Linked DNA regions of Sus scrofa: region 2 is linked to region 1. The links are chromatin contacts, called in public promoter capture Hi-C maps. All regions are on one chromosome and are shown on one strand. The core of a region is the stretch at or near the end of the contact, and the rest is flanking DNA. Distances in the headings are between cores, read along the strand shown.

Region 1 (6,347 bases), core at 2,514-5,013:
GTCTGTCGGAAGTTGTCCTCGTGCTTTCCTGGGACTGGGAGAGTCCCTGCTCCCTGGGGCTGCCCCTCGGGAGGGGCTCCGGCGCTGCCACCGCTGCCTCTCACGTGGATCTCTGCTGAGCAGTCTCATCCCTCCCTCTTTCTTATCCGGCTCCCGTTGGTCACCGTGGAGAGCCAAGCACAAGCGCACCCCCTTTGCAGCATTAATTCCCCACGCCAGGGGACCTACACGGGCCCTGCCACATGCCCCGGAAAGAGGAACTCCTTGGAGGGAGTGTAGTGACCAGCTCTGAGAGAGAACTCAAGCCTGGCACGCGTGCCGTCTCTCGCATGACTGTCCAGGCCATACTGCGCCAGTGACTGTCCTGAGAGAGGCCACCTCCTCCCTGGGAAGGAGTCTGCCAGAATGGGTGCAGGGAGAGAGACCAGGACTGGTACCTATCCCTTTGCTGCTTGCTAGCAGCCTGCTGGGGCTGGAAAGTTTTCTCACATCTTTGGGGAAGGGGCCGGTGTTTCTTTGCAAGCGCTCCGCCTCCTTGAGGAGAAGGGACTGTGCGGAGGATGGACGCTGCAGGGTTGCTACGGGGCTGGGCCTGAGGGAGCTGTTGAGAGGTTTTGGCTCTTCCTGCTCCCCACCTTTTTGCCACATGCCTTTGGGCCCCGGAGGCTGCTAAGGGAGCTTAGCGTAGACCCAGCCCGCTCCTCCTTGGTGCAAGATCCCTGCCTGCCTCAGTCTTGCCCTTGGCAGCTGCCACCTAACCCCACCCCACCTTGTCTAGTGCCGAAATCCACAGCCCAGCCCTCAGTCCTGCATGCTGGAGATTTCTGGATCCTTCCCTGGGAGGGGGAGGTCTCCTAGCCAGATTGGACAGGAGCCTTCATTCCTTGACTTGTGTCATTTGGGAGCTATTTATTTATTCTTACTATTTAATTTTTAACATCCTCTCAGGGACCAGGGGCTTCCTTCTTTCCAGAGGCCCAAGTGCATTTATCCCAAAATAAGGCACCTTCTTGGCACCCACCCCCGACCCCCAGTCCCAAGACCCTGAAGTCCCTCGCCTTGTTGCTCTGGAAATTTTGCCAATAGGAATGATAGTAGCACTGAAAGATGGTGGAAAGTTGGAAGGTGTCACAAAGCCACACAGACTAGGAGGATCAAGGGAGAGCAAAGGCAGTTCTTGTTGCTACCTCTTCAGCAGACTGTCAAGTTGCCTGAGGGGACTGGCTGGAAGCCAGAATTCTGGTTTTGTTTCTGGCTTGAAGAAGCCATATTTGGCATCTCGCCACTGAAGTGAAGGGGCTGGAGGTTTCTGGAGGCCCCTTCACTTGCCAGTCCTACAGGAAGACTGAGTTACTTTCCTGGTCTCGTTATTCTCCTTTAGCTGCGTAAAAGCAGTTCTGGGTGCATGCAAGTATATGACAGGTTAGGAAGGAGCCAAGAAATATTCATTCTGATCCGCCAATGAGATAGCCTAAAGGCATCAATGTTGGTAGCTGGGAGTGGGGAGGGAGTTTTGTTTCTAAACTATGCACTGTCAGGTCTTTTTTCGCATTCACTTATGTATTCATATGGTTATACAGCAGGAGCCCCGGTACTGGAGTAACAAAATTCTTTCCCTTCCCCAGTTCCTGATGGCTACCTAGGGACCTCCAGCTTCCCATTAGTTTCTTCCTTAGGCTTCTATAAACTCAGTGGCCCAAGATTGCAAAAATCTGACATACTTTGCAAAAATAAGAGGGTAGCAAATTTAGGCTCTCTTCTAAATCACTTGTGTAATATGAGTGCCTTTGCAGCTTCTCCCCAAAGTGCTACTTACGTTTCCCAAGGTTTTTTCTATTTGAATTATGTTTCGTTTCAGGCCTCTTTTTTGGACATGTGGCAACAGAAACCTCCTTTGTCTAGAGTGATTCTCCTCTTCTAAGCCCAGAGAGACCAGACCAGGTGAATGTAGGTGGAAAAGATCAAGATGGTACCTCTCTGTATTAACCCCGACTGACACCATGTTTTGAAAGGGTTTACGATCCAGGATGGATTCATATTTAGAATGTAATGCGAAAGGTAAACTGTTTAGAGGGCAGATGCAATTGTGGCAAGTGACCTGCCAATAAAGTAGGTGCAGCCATAGAAGCTGGCATAGGCTTACCCTTTATGGTGCTTTCTCCCTGTGAACATATCAGGCTCGTGTTGTTTTTTTCTTTTTTCTTTTCTGTTCAGAGCTGTTTGCTTTAAGAAGTTAAGTGAAAACACCTTCAGCTTTATAATGTCCTCTGTACACCACCTTACATACCCATCTCGCAGCCTCCAGCTACACTCAGCTAAGGGCATGAGATTAACCTAGTGCCTGTGTTCTAGACCATTTCTGAGGTCTCTTAGCCACCCAAGGAGACAGGGCTTCGACACTGTCCTCCATGCCTTCAGCAACCCCTGTCACAGCTAAGGTACACACCTATCCCTTTGGCTACTCCACTTCCACCCCTGGCACAGAGGTCGTGTGCTGCTTATGTCTAAAGGGATCCCCTATATTTAACTGCCTCAATGACCTAACCTCTTTCTTCTCATGTGCCAGATGTTAAGATGAAGGAGGAATACAACACATACACAAGCCTCAGCTGTTTAAATATGTTTTTACCGGGGCTCAGTTTTCTCAGATGGTATTTATTACCAGTGGCAAGCCTAACTCCTTAGGTTTACAGGAAGTATGCATATTTTTATAAAACAATTGTATGTCCTCCCCATATTTTGCTGTATTAATATTTGCCTCTAACTAACAATTTGCAGCTGTTTCACCTTTTCCTCATTTGTCTCTTAGTCAAAGGCCTTGTTGGAGGGGACAGAGCACAGGAACAGCCTTGATAGTCTGTAATTATTGTACAAATATTTTAATAGCATATAAATAAGTATATTCCTTTTATTTTGAAAAAATCAGACACTGCCTTTTGTGTGTTTGCTGCCTGTGGCACCCTTTTTTAAAAGACTGTTACATATTAAAATAGTGTACATATATATAAATATTACCTCTTTTGCTGTACAGTTGTGATAGACCAGACGGAAGATTTTATTTTTTGTGTGCTTTTTATAAAAAAAAAAATTAACACACTAAAGAAAATCTTGCTGATGTGATTGTAATGTACCTATGTAACTTATTTACTTTTGAATGTTCTTCTGTATCTTTAAACCTTTTATTAAATAAGGTTTTAAAAATTCAGAGTTGATTTCTGTGTCCTTTGGGGGAAAGATTTATTATCTCACCATCTGGGATTGTAAGTGTGCCTTGGTTTGCTTCCAAAGGATACTTGACATTTTTGAACCATAAGGCCTGTTTTATCCATGATGCCAGGGCAGGGGAAATAACACATTAGTGTTTGCCGGGTTACTATTCATAGAGATCTAGATCTTTTTACAACATTTTAGACAAGAAGAAGTCTCAACTCACTGGGATAAAATTTAGAGGGTGCAGAGTGCAGTCAGGTGGTACAGGGTATTATACAGCATTGCCTCTGAACGAGCGACGCGAGTAGACAAGTCTTTCTTGACGGCCGGATATCATCTTAAATCCACTCCAGAATTATATTATCTTTTAAACACAGTGCTTTGTTAAGAAAAAAAAAAATCTGGAAAATGCGAAAAAGGAAATGCGCGGTAAAGGAAATTAACGCCCGCGGCCCCGAGCTGCCACCATGGCAACCATTCGCCCCTGCAGGCCGCTAGAGCTCCGGCGTCTCGCGTCGGTGGTTGCCGTGGCTACGGTCGCGCGGGCAGGGCCGCGGGGGGCGGGGCGAGGCGGGTCGAAGGCCGGCCCCGCCCTCCACTGCGGCAGTAAAGGCTAGGCTGGCTGCGGGTGGGACCGAGGTACAACTGTGCAGCTCCAGCCCACCTCGGCCCGCGGTCGCCTGCGTGCGGGGCTGCCGCGGCCTGCCTGCGACTGCGCCTGCGCCTCCTCTAGCCTGGCTTCCGCGTCTTTCCTGCGCCTCTGCTGCCTGTGTTCTTGGTCCTTGGCGTCCTCGCCGCCCAGAGGGATACGTTTGCCCACGAAGAAGCTCTCTCGGGTTGGCCTCGCTGCCGCCGCTGTCTTTCCCTTAGGACAGTCTTTCCCTCCGGGGGCGGTACTAGTTCTTGTCTGCGGAGAAGCGGCTCCTAGCTCGTCTGAGGCGTGCTCCGCTCTGGCAACGAAAGCTTGCACCCTCTGGGAGCAGCAGCGAGTGCCTGGCGCCCAGGCTGCGAAGAGGCGGCCACGTCCCGCGATCAAGCCCTGCGGCTCCTGCTTTCGCCGCCCGCCTTTTTTCCTCGCCTCTGCGCTCCGACGCGACACCTTCCTGTAAGTGGAGGACCCGGCCTGCGGATCCCGACCGGAGACACAAGATGGCGATGGCCATGTGACTGAGCATCCCCGAGGCTTCGTTCCGAGAACGCGGAGGCCTGGCTTTGAGGGGCAGCGAAAAGAGGAGAGCAGGACACTGGTGTCGTTTGTTAAACGTGATTGACTCCCTCGGGCATATGGGGGGAGGTGGCGGTGGGAGCGTCTGCTATTGTCTTCAGTTTTAGAGCACAGGGAGCCACAGTCTAATTGTATTTGTAGAATTGGGGCCCTTGATAGTTGGGAAAATGGCGATGACACTGCTGGAAGATTGGTGTAGGGGGATGGATGTGAACTCCCAGAGAGCCCTTCTGGTCTGGGGGATCCCTGTGAACTGTGATGAGACCGAAATCGAAGAGACCTTTCAAGCTGCGATGCCCCAGGTGCCCTATCGAGTGCTTGGGAGAATGTTCTGGAGGGAAGAGAATGCCAAAGCAGCCTTGTTAGAGCTCACTGGTGCTGTCGATTATGCTGCGATCCCCAGGGAGATGCCAGGTAAAGGAGGGGTCTGGAAAGTAGTCTTTAAGCCCCCCACTTCCGATGCTGAATTTTTAGAAAGGTTGCACCTCTTCCTAGCAAGAGAGGGGTGGACCGTGCAAGATGTTGCCCGTGTCCTTGGGTTTCAGAACCCCACTCCGGCCCCAGGCCCCGAAATGCCGGCAGAGATGCTAAACTATATTTTGGATAATGTTATTCAGCCTCTGGTTGAGTCCATATGGTACAAGAAGCTGACGTTGTTCTCGGGAAGGGACATTCCGGGGCCAGGGGAGGAGGCATTTGATCCCTGGCTGGAGCACACTAATGAGGTCATAGAGGAGTGGCAGGTGCCTGATGTAGAAAAGAGGCGGCGGTTGATGGAGAGCCTTAGAGGCCCTGCCGCTGATGTCATCCGCATCCTCAAGACCAACAACCCTGCGATTACCACCGCTGAATGCCTGAAGGCGCTGGAGCAGGTGTTTGGGAGCGTCGAGAGCTCTAGGGATGCGCAGGTGAGATTTCTGAACACATACCAGAACCCGGGAGAAAAATTATCTGCTTATGTGATTCGTCTGGAGCCTCTGCTGCAGAAGGTGGTTGAGAAGGGGGCCATAGATAAAGATAACGTGAACCAGGCCCGCCTGGAGCAGGTCATTGCCGGGGCCAATCACAGCGGAGCCATCCGAAGGCAGTTGTGGCTGACCGGGGCTGCTGAAGGGCCGGCCCCCAACCTCTTCCAGTTGCTGGTGCAGATCCGCGAGGAGGAGGCCAAGGAAGAGGAGGAGGAGGCTGAGGCCGCCCTCCTGCAGTTAGGCCTGGAGGGGCACTTCTGAGTCCCAGGAAAGGGGGCGTTAGTTCAGACCTAGATCACGGCTGCTTTCATTGTCTCTGTGATGTCTTACAGGTGTGTCTCCTGCTAGTAAAGACTAAGCGGTGTTTTTTGTTTTTGGGCGGGAGTCCGGCCTGGGTATTCATGTGTCATTAGCACAATCGTGCAGGGGAGCACCAGATCTGCTGCAGCGCTCGTGGGTCATGCTAGCTACAATGCCAGGGAAAGGCTTGGACGTGAGTCCTCATTGCAAGCTATCATCATGGCACCATCATCGGTTGTGAAAAATGTGGTCTCGTGACTCTTCCCATCAAGGTAATTAAATATGAAATTGCATGTTCAGATGTATAATGAGTGCAGGGCCTGGATACCAAAAGAACTGTTCAGTAAAAAATGTCAACTGTTTACTCTTAACTGTGGTGAATAGTTTTTGTGTCTACCGTAAATTGTTCCTGGTTTATATTAATGGAAAGAAATGTGAATAAGGTATTATTCAGCTTTACAGTGCAGATTTCTTACTGTACATCTTTAAAGATCTAGATCAGTTTAATTGAAAAGTGTTCTGAGACTACAAAATGGGGTGTTAGAACGATACTGCGCTTACAGGGCTGTGTAAATCAAGTTTTCACTGTGTAAGATGCAGATATAAAATGCATGGGGAGGTTAATAGGAACCAGTTACAGCATC
Region 2 (6,347 bases), core at 1,999-4,498, 260 kb before region 1:
CAACCTCATGGTTCCCAGTAGGATTCATTAACCACTGCGCCACCACGAGAACTCCTTTTTTTGTTTTGTTTTGTTTTTCAGGCACTTTATTTGTCTTTTTAGGGCCACACCTACGGAATATGGAGGTTCTCAGGCTACGGGTCCAATTGGGGCTACAGCTGCCAGCCTACACCACAGCCACAGCAACTCAGGATCCAAACCGAGTCTGTGACCTACACCACAGCTCATGGCAACACCAGATCCTTAATCCACTGAGCGAGGCCAGGGACTGAACCTACAACCTCATGGTTACTAGTCAGGTTCATAAACCACTGAGCCACAACGGGAACTCCAAGAATTCATCTATATTTGAATTCTAGATATCTTCATACATATGTATGTGTGGACCTTTATACAGTCACTCTCCACTCCCCCAACTGCTGGTTCTTGATCTCTTTCCAGTCCCACCCTCATGCTGTGTTCTCATAAAATTAATTCTAGCCCCATCCCCAACCCCTCAACTGGTTACACTTGTTGACATCCCTCTCCACCAGGATTTAGGCATTCATGATAAGACTGTCTTGCTATAATTACCCAATTTCTCCCTGGATATATCAGGTCTAAGCTACCCAGTGTAATCTATGCAAGAAATTAAATAAGATTTGTCACAGGGAGAAACAAAACAGGGTTTCTCAAACTATGAGTCATGAAAAATTCAAGGAATAAGAGGTCTGTTACCCTGAATGTTTCTCATTGTTGATACATGCACCATAGACGCATGGTCAAAAATAGAAAACATATGCCGGTAAATTCCAGGAATGCAATAAGCCCTTGGCACTTTTTAAAAATGCTAGACTAAGTATGCAATTACGTAAGAAAAAAACTCACTGTAGAAGAATACTTATATTACTACACTGGGAGAAAATGCCACAAATAAATATGTATACTGGGCTATCATTTCACAGGGAAGAAAAAGAATATTCCAAAATTATAGTAGTGGTTATCCTTGGAAGATGGGATCACAGGTGATTTTTTATTTCTCCTTTGACTTTCTATGTTTCCTAAACTTTCTATAGTGAGCATGCATTCCTCCCATAAACAAGTTACTCCATAAACTTTACAAGGATTCCCTTGTGGTCCCATATATAGTGTTGTTGGACACCATGTATGACTCCAAGGCATCTAGGAATCACTAGGGTCATCCAATAGGTTTAGAGGCAATTTAGCAGCAACTCCAAACCTGCAAAGATTTAGTGCTAGAGCTATACTACCCATTTCAGAATTCTGATCAGTTTGGGGAAACGTGAATAATTACCCAGTTTAGTCAAATCCTTGGGTTTTCCTTTGAACCAAAAGGAATCCCTGAGAAAGCCCAAGGAGATCCTTCAGTCACCCAGAGATCCTTTTGATGTTCAAGATCATCTCAACCACAAAGAAACTGCTCAGGCCATAGGCAAAAAATAATGAACCCAGGAGTTCCCATCATGGCTCAGTGGTAATGAACCCGACTAGGATCCACAGGATGTGGGTTTGATCCCTGGCCTTGCTTGGTGGGCTAAGGATCCAGCATTGCCATAAGCTGCAGTGTAGGTCCAAGATTCCGCTGGAATCTTGCGTTGCTGTGGCGTAGGTAGGCAGCTGTAGCTCCAATTTGACCCCTAGCCTGGGAACTTACATATGCCCTGGGTGTGGCCCTAAAAAGCAAAAAATAAAAATAACAAGCCCAGAGCATCAGAGCACAGTTCTTGTGGATGAAAAAAGAAGATTCAAGTTAAAGCATACACAAGCAGACACCTTAATTTATTTAAGAAATAGTAAGCATCTGCCATGATCCAGACTCTCTGGTAGGTGCTGGATGTATGGCAAATAATGCTTACTGCCTATTCTCTGTGCTTAAAGCATTGAGCAGGGTTTCCCAACTGATTTTGTGTGTGTGTGTGTGTGTGTGTGAGAGAGAGAGAGAGGGGAGAGAGAGAGAGAGAGAGAGAGAGAGAGAGAGAGAGAGAGAGAGAGAGTGTCTTTTTGCTATTTCTTTGGGCCGCTCCCACGGCATATGGAGGTTCCCAGGCTAGGGGTCCAATCCCAGCTGTAGCCACTGGCCTATGCCACTGCCACAGCAACGCGGGATCTGAGCCGAGTCTGCAACCTACACCACAGCTCACGGCAACGCCGGATCGTTAATCCACTGAGCAAGGGCAGGAACCGAACCCGCAACCTCATGGTTCCTATTCGGATTCGTTAACCACTGCGCCACGACGGGAACTCCCCAAATGAAATTCTTCTAAGCCACATGATTGTTTCTTGCGAGGCTAGGAATTGTCCTGTGCCCTGTAGGGTATTTAGCAGCGTCCCCAGTCTCTTATCCACTAAATTTCCCCAGATGTGACAACCAAAAATGTCTCTAGATATTGACAAGTGTCCTCTGGGAGTCAAAATTGCCTCGCTGAGAACCATGGTCTCAGGTAGTGCTATCCAACAGAACTTTCTGTGATGACGGAAATGCTCTATATCTGGGCTGTCCAATACGGTCACCATAGCCACATGTGCTTACTGACTACTTGCAATGTGGCTAGTACAAAGGAGGATCTGAATTCTTAATATTATTTAATTCTAACTTATAATCATAGCCACACACGATCAATGACTACTCTATTGGACAGCACAGGTCTAGAGGATCTCCAATGTTCCAAGAAATGGTATCCTGACCTTCGCTTTCAGTGTCAGAACTCTTCTACCTCACAGTTCTTTTTTCCTCCAGCACTAATTTCACTGGGTCCAATGTTACTCCTGTTTTTTGGGAACTTATCTGCCTTCTCATTAGTGCATGACACATGGGCGGGTCTATTCCACATTACTTCAGGGTCTCAAATCCTGTCTTAGTTGAAACAGTATAGTTTGGCATGCGTTTTGGAAACTTCTGAGCAAGGGGAGCTGTCCCTCTCAGCAGCTGAGTGAGAGAGAGGAGCGTCCAGGAAGGTGGGGTGTGGGGTGGGGAAGGGCGCCAGTGGGCCTGCACCTACAAATCCCCGGAGGGTAGGTCCAGGGAGCAGGGCCCCCAGTGTGGCTTCTCCTTACTTCTTCTTCTTGTCTTTGCCCTGGCCCTTCTTTTTGTCCTTTCCCTTCGACGGCATCTTGGCTTCTCCAGGGGCTCTGTTGTCGTCGTTGCCTCTCTGCCGCCGCCCAGACCCGGCTTCGTCTCCAAGGACACCAGCACGCTGATGGGGTAAACTTCCGCGCGGGCCGTTGCCGGCGAACAGAGCGCACGCGCTCGTGACGTAGCCCCGACGCCGCCGCGCGGGGCCCAGTCCACGGGCCGGGCGCAGGGGGCGGGGCGGAGATCACGCAGAGGGCGGTGGGCGGCCGCGCCGGAGCGGCGCGCGCGCGCGCGCGGTGAGTGTGCGAACCTCGGAGTCGCCCAACCCAGCTCACGGTCCCAGCTGGTCCAGCGAGGAGGGCGGAGCGGGCGGTGGCAGGACGGCCGGGGCGTCCTCCCCTCTGGAGGCTGGCTTCCCGGCGGGTTCGGCCGCCGCGCAGCGGTGCTCAGAGCGTCGCCTCAGCCGAGTTTGCAGCGTTTGGCGTCTTGCCCTCATGCTGCAGCCAGCGTGGCCGCGGCCACCTCGCTCTCGTCCCTGCCCCGCCTCTCCCGAAGCTGCGTCTTCGGGACTCTTTTGGTTCCTTCTCTCTCTCCTGGCTTCTAACTCTTGCTAGTTCTGCAAGGGATGGTGCAGCCAGCGGGCTTCCCAGGCCAAACATTTTTTGGTGAGGCAGCTGAGGACTTTTCCGAGGGTGGTGGTTGGGCGTGAGGCGGGCCAGGGGCGTGGGCGTCGGGGAACCGGGCAAGGAGAGAAGTGCTGCCACCTGGGGTGGGAGAGGCTCCGGGGCCTGGAGGAGAGTCCTGGGGTCAGGCCCTCGGTCCCATTCTGTCCTGTCTTGGCAGACGCTGCCCGCCCAGAACCGGCCCGGGATTCCCATTGGCTAATAATCTCGTTTCTCCTCAGTGTCCTTTTTTTCCTGCAAGTTGTGTAAAGTTGAAAGCGCTTGCTTGCCTTTTTGTTTGTTTGTTTTTGGTTTAGTTTGATGTGTTCCCCTCTTCCCCCCAGCACGCCTGAAAAAGACTAAAACTCAAAAGTATTGTTCGCCTGTTTCAGAGGAGGAGCTCTATGATTATGCCTTCATTCATTGAGTTGGTCCTCGAGTCATTGAGGAGGATAGGGAATTATGGGTGCCAAGACAACAGTTAGGAAATTTGTGATTGAAGCTCTGCTGTGCCTAATCCTCCATTTAAAATTTTGTCGTGGGAGCACCCGCTGTAGCGCGCAACGGGATCAGCGGCATCTTGGGAGCTCCGGGACGAGAGTTCGATCCCCTGCCCGCACAATGGGTTAAGGATCTGGCGTTGCCGCAGTTGCCGCTTAGGTCGCCTCTGCTACCGGGATCTGATGCCTGAGAGTTCTATATGCGGCAAAATTTATTTATTTAGCTTTTTAGGGTCCCCGCCCCGCATGTGGACGTTCCCAAGGGGTTAAATCGGAGCTACAGCTGCCGGCCTATGCCACAGCGAAGGCAAGGCTGGATCCCTAATCTACTGAGCAAGGCCAGGGATCGAGCCCGCATCCTCATGGATCCTACTTGAGTTCTTAACTGCTGAGCCAGGAATGGAACTCCCAAATTTATTTTTTCATTGCACATCTTCCTTCTCCCTTTCTCTAGGGAGGGAGAACTTAATCCCTACACCCTTTCCAGAGTTCTCTGATGCACCCCCCTTTTTCCCCTCCCACTTGCTTCTGTTTCTCAATTCAGTGGTTATAGGGAACTTGCTAAGGTTAATAAGCACTGAAAATCTTTTTAGTCATACCATCTGCTGGCATGATAGTGGCTTGCTCTATTTCTGGTGCTTTCCCCCTCTGTTTGCGTGTCACTTTTCTGTGAGTCCAGGTGGGATCAGCATACATTGAAAGGGTTTATTCTGATATGGAATCTAGAAGTTACTATTGATTGTATATGTGTAAGGTTGAACAATACACGTTACTGACAGCTTGCAGAAAAAAAGAGGGTAGAGCATCTTCTATCAGAGGCCTTATATTTGGAATTCATTCTAAAAATTGGTTACTGGAGTTCCCGTCATGCCACAGTGGTTAACGAATCCAACTCGGAACCATGAGGTGGATTCAATCCCTGTCCTTGCTCAGTGGGTTAAGGATCCAGCATTGCCTTAAGCTGTGGTGTAAGTCACAGATGCGACTCGGATCCGGCATTGCTGTGGCTCTGGTGTAGGCCAGCAGCAGCAGCTCTGATTAGACCTCTAACCTAGGAACCTCCATATGCTGAGGGAGCAGCCCTAGAAAAGGCAAAAAGACAAAAATAAATAAAAATAGGTTACTGCATAATATGAAAGTCAGTCCAAGACTTTTGTTATCAGATAACATAAACATAAAAATTTGACTGTAGGAGTTCCTGTCTTGTATCCATGAGGACGCAGATTGGATCCCTGGCCTCACTCAGTGGGTTAAGGATCCGGCATTGCTGTGAGTTGTAGTGTAGGTCTCAGACACTGCTTCCATCTGGCCTTGCTGTGGCTCTGATTCAGCCCTTAGCCTGGAAACTTCCATAAGCCCTAAAAAGCAAAAAAATAAAAAAATAAAAATAGACTGTAACAAGGTTATTTCTTGATATATATATGTATACTATTTTAGTTACATGCATTTTATAGTTATTTTATCATACAACATATTTTATTGACTATAAGTTTTTGTGGTCAAAACTGTTATGACTTGAATATGGCTAAAAGAAATGCCCAGATTCACACTGTAGTAGAGCTTGTTCTAGAATGTACTGTCTTCTGAACCTCCACATTCTCTGTCAAAGAACTGGATGTTATTATTCAGTCATCTCTTTGTGAGAAACATCTGATGGTGCAGATAGTAAAGTAGGAAGTTGCTATGTAGCAGTTCGTCTGGTAGCATTTCCTTCCATAATTTCTTGTAGGTAGTTTTACTGTGAAGTTTATTTCGCAAAATAAATTTGCTTTTTTAATTTTAATTATAGTTTTTTAAAAATTTGCTTTGTTTTATTGTTTAGAATGCTAATGCTTTTAAAACTTGGGAAGCACTTCATGTGTTGTTGACTTGGCTTTGTAATTCTGTTTTTTGTTTTTTTTGCCCAGTTTGTGTAGTTCCTTGTCAACAGAAATGTGGAGTATCTTGGCTGAGTCCTCCCTACAGACCAGATCATTATGGTCCAGGGTCCTGGTAGACAGGGCAAGTATCTGAATGTAAGGTAATGTCTCTGATATCCTTTTTTTTCTTTTGGCCAGGGGGCTGGGGGGGAGGGTGCCCACAGCATATGAAATTTCCAGGGCCAGGGCAATT

The links. Promoter capture Hi-C pulls out the DNA fragments that hold promoters and counts their contacts.
Region 2: a promoter capture Hi-C map of liver shows a contact between it and region 1, with 4 times the contacts expected there. The contact joins the promoter of BBOF1 here to the promoter of PNMA1 in region 1. A contact is called at or near these places in 2 of 5 promoter capture datasets (fetal liver and liver) and 1 of 47 Hi-C or Micro-C datasets (alveolar macrophages).

What each region holds. Positions count from the first base shown.
Region 1 is chr7:97,049,273-97,055,619 of Sscrofa11.1, reverse strand. PNMA1 (paraneoplastic antigen Ma1) reads left to right here and starts at 3,763. Exons shown (of 1, transcript XM_021099497.1): 1 at 3,763-6,347. The coding sequence starts at 4,603. The coding sequence ends at 5,664.
Region 2 is chr7:97,313,531-97,319,877 of Sscrofa11.1, reverse strand. BBOF1 (basal body-orientation factor 1) reads right to left here and starts at 3,248. Exons shown (of 13, transcript XM_001929154.4): 1 at 3,055-3,248. The coding sequence starts at 3,110. ENTPD5 (ectonucleoside triphosphate diphosphohydrolase 5) reads left to right here and starts at 3,300. Exons shown (of 18, transcript XM_021099509.1): 1 at 3,300-3,369; 2 at 6,143-6,255.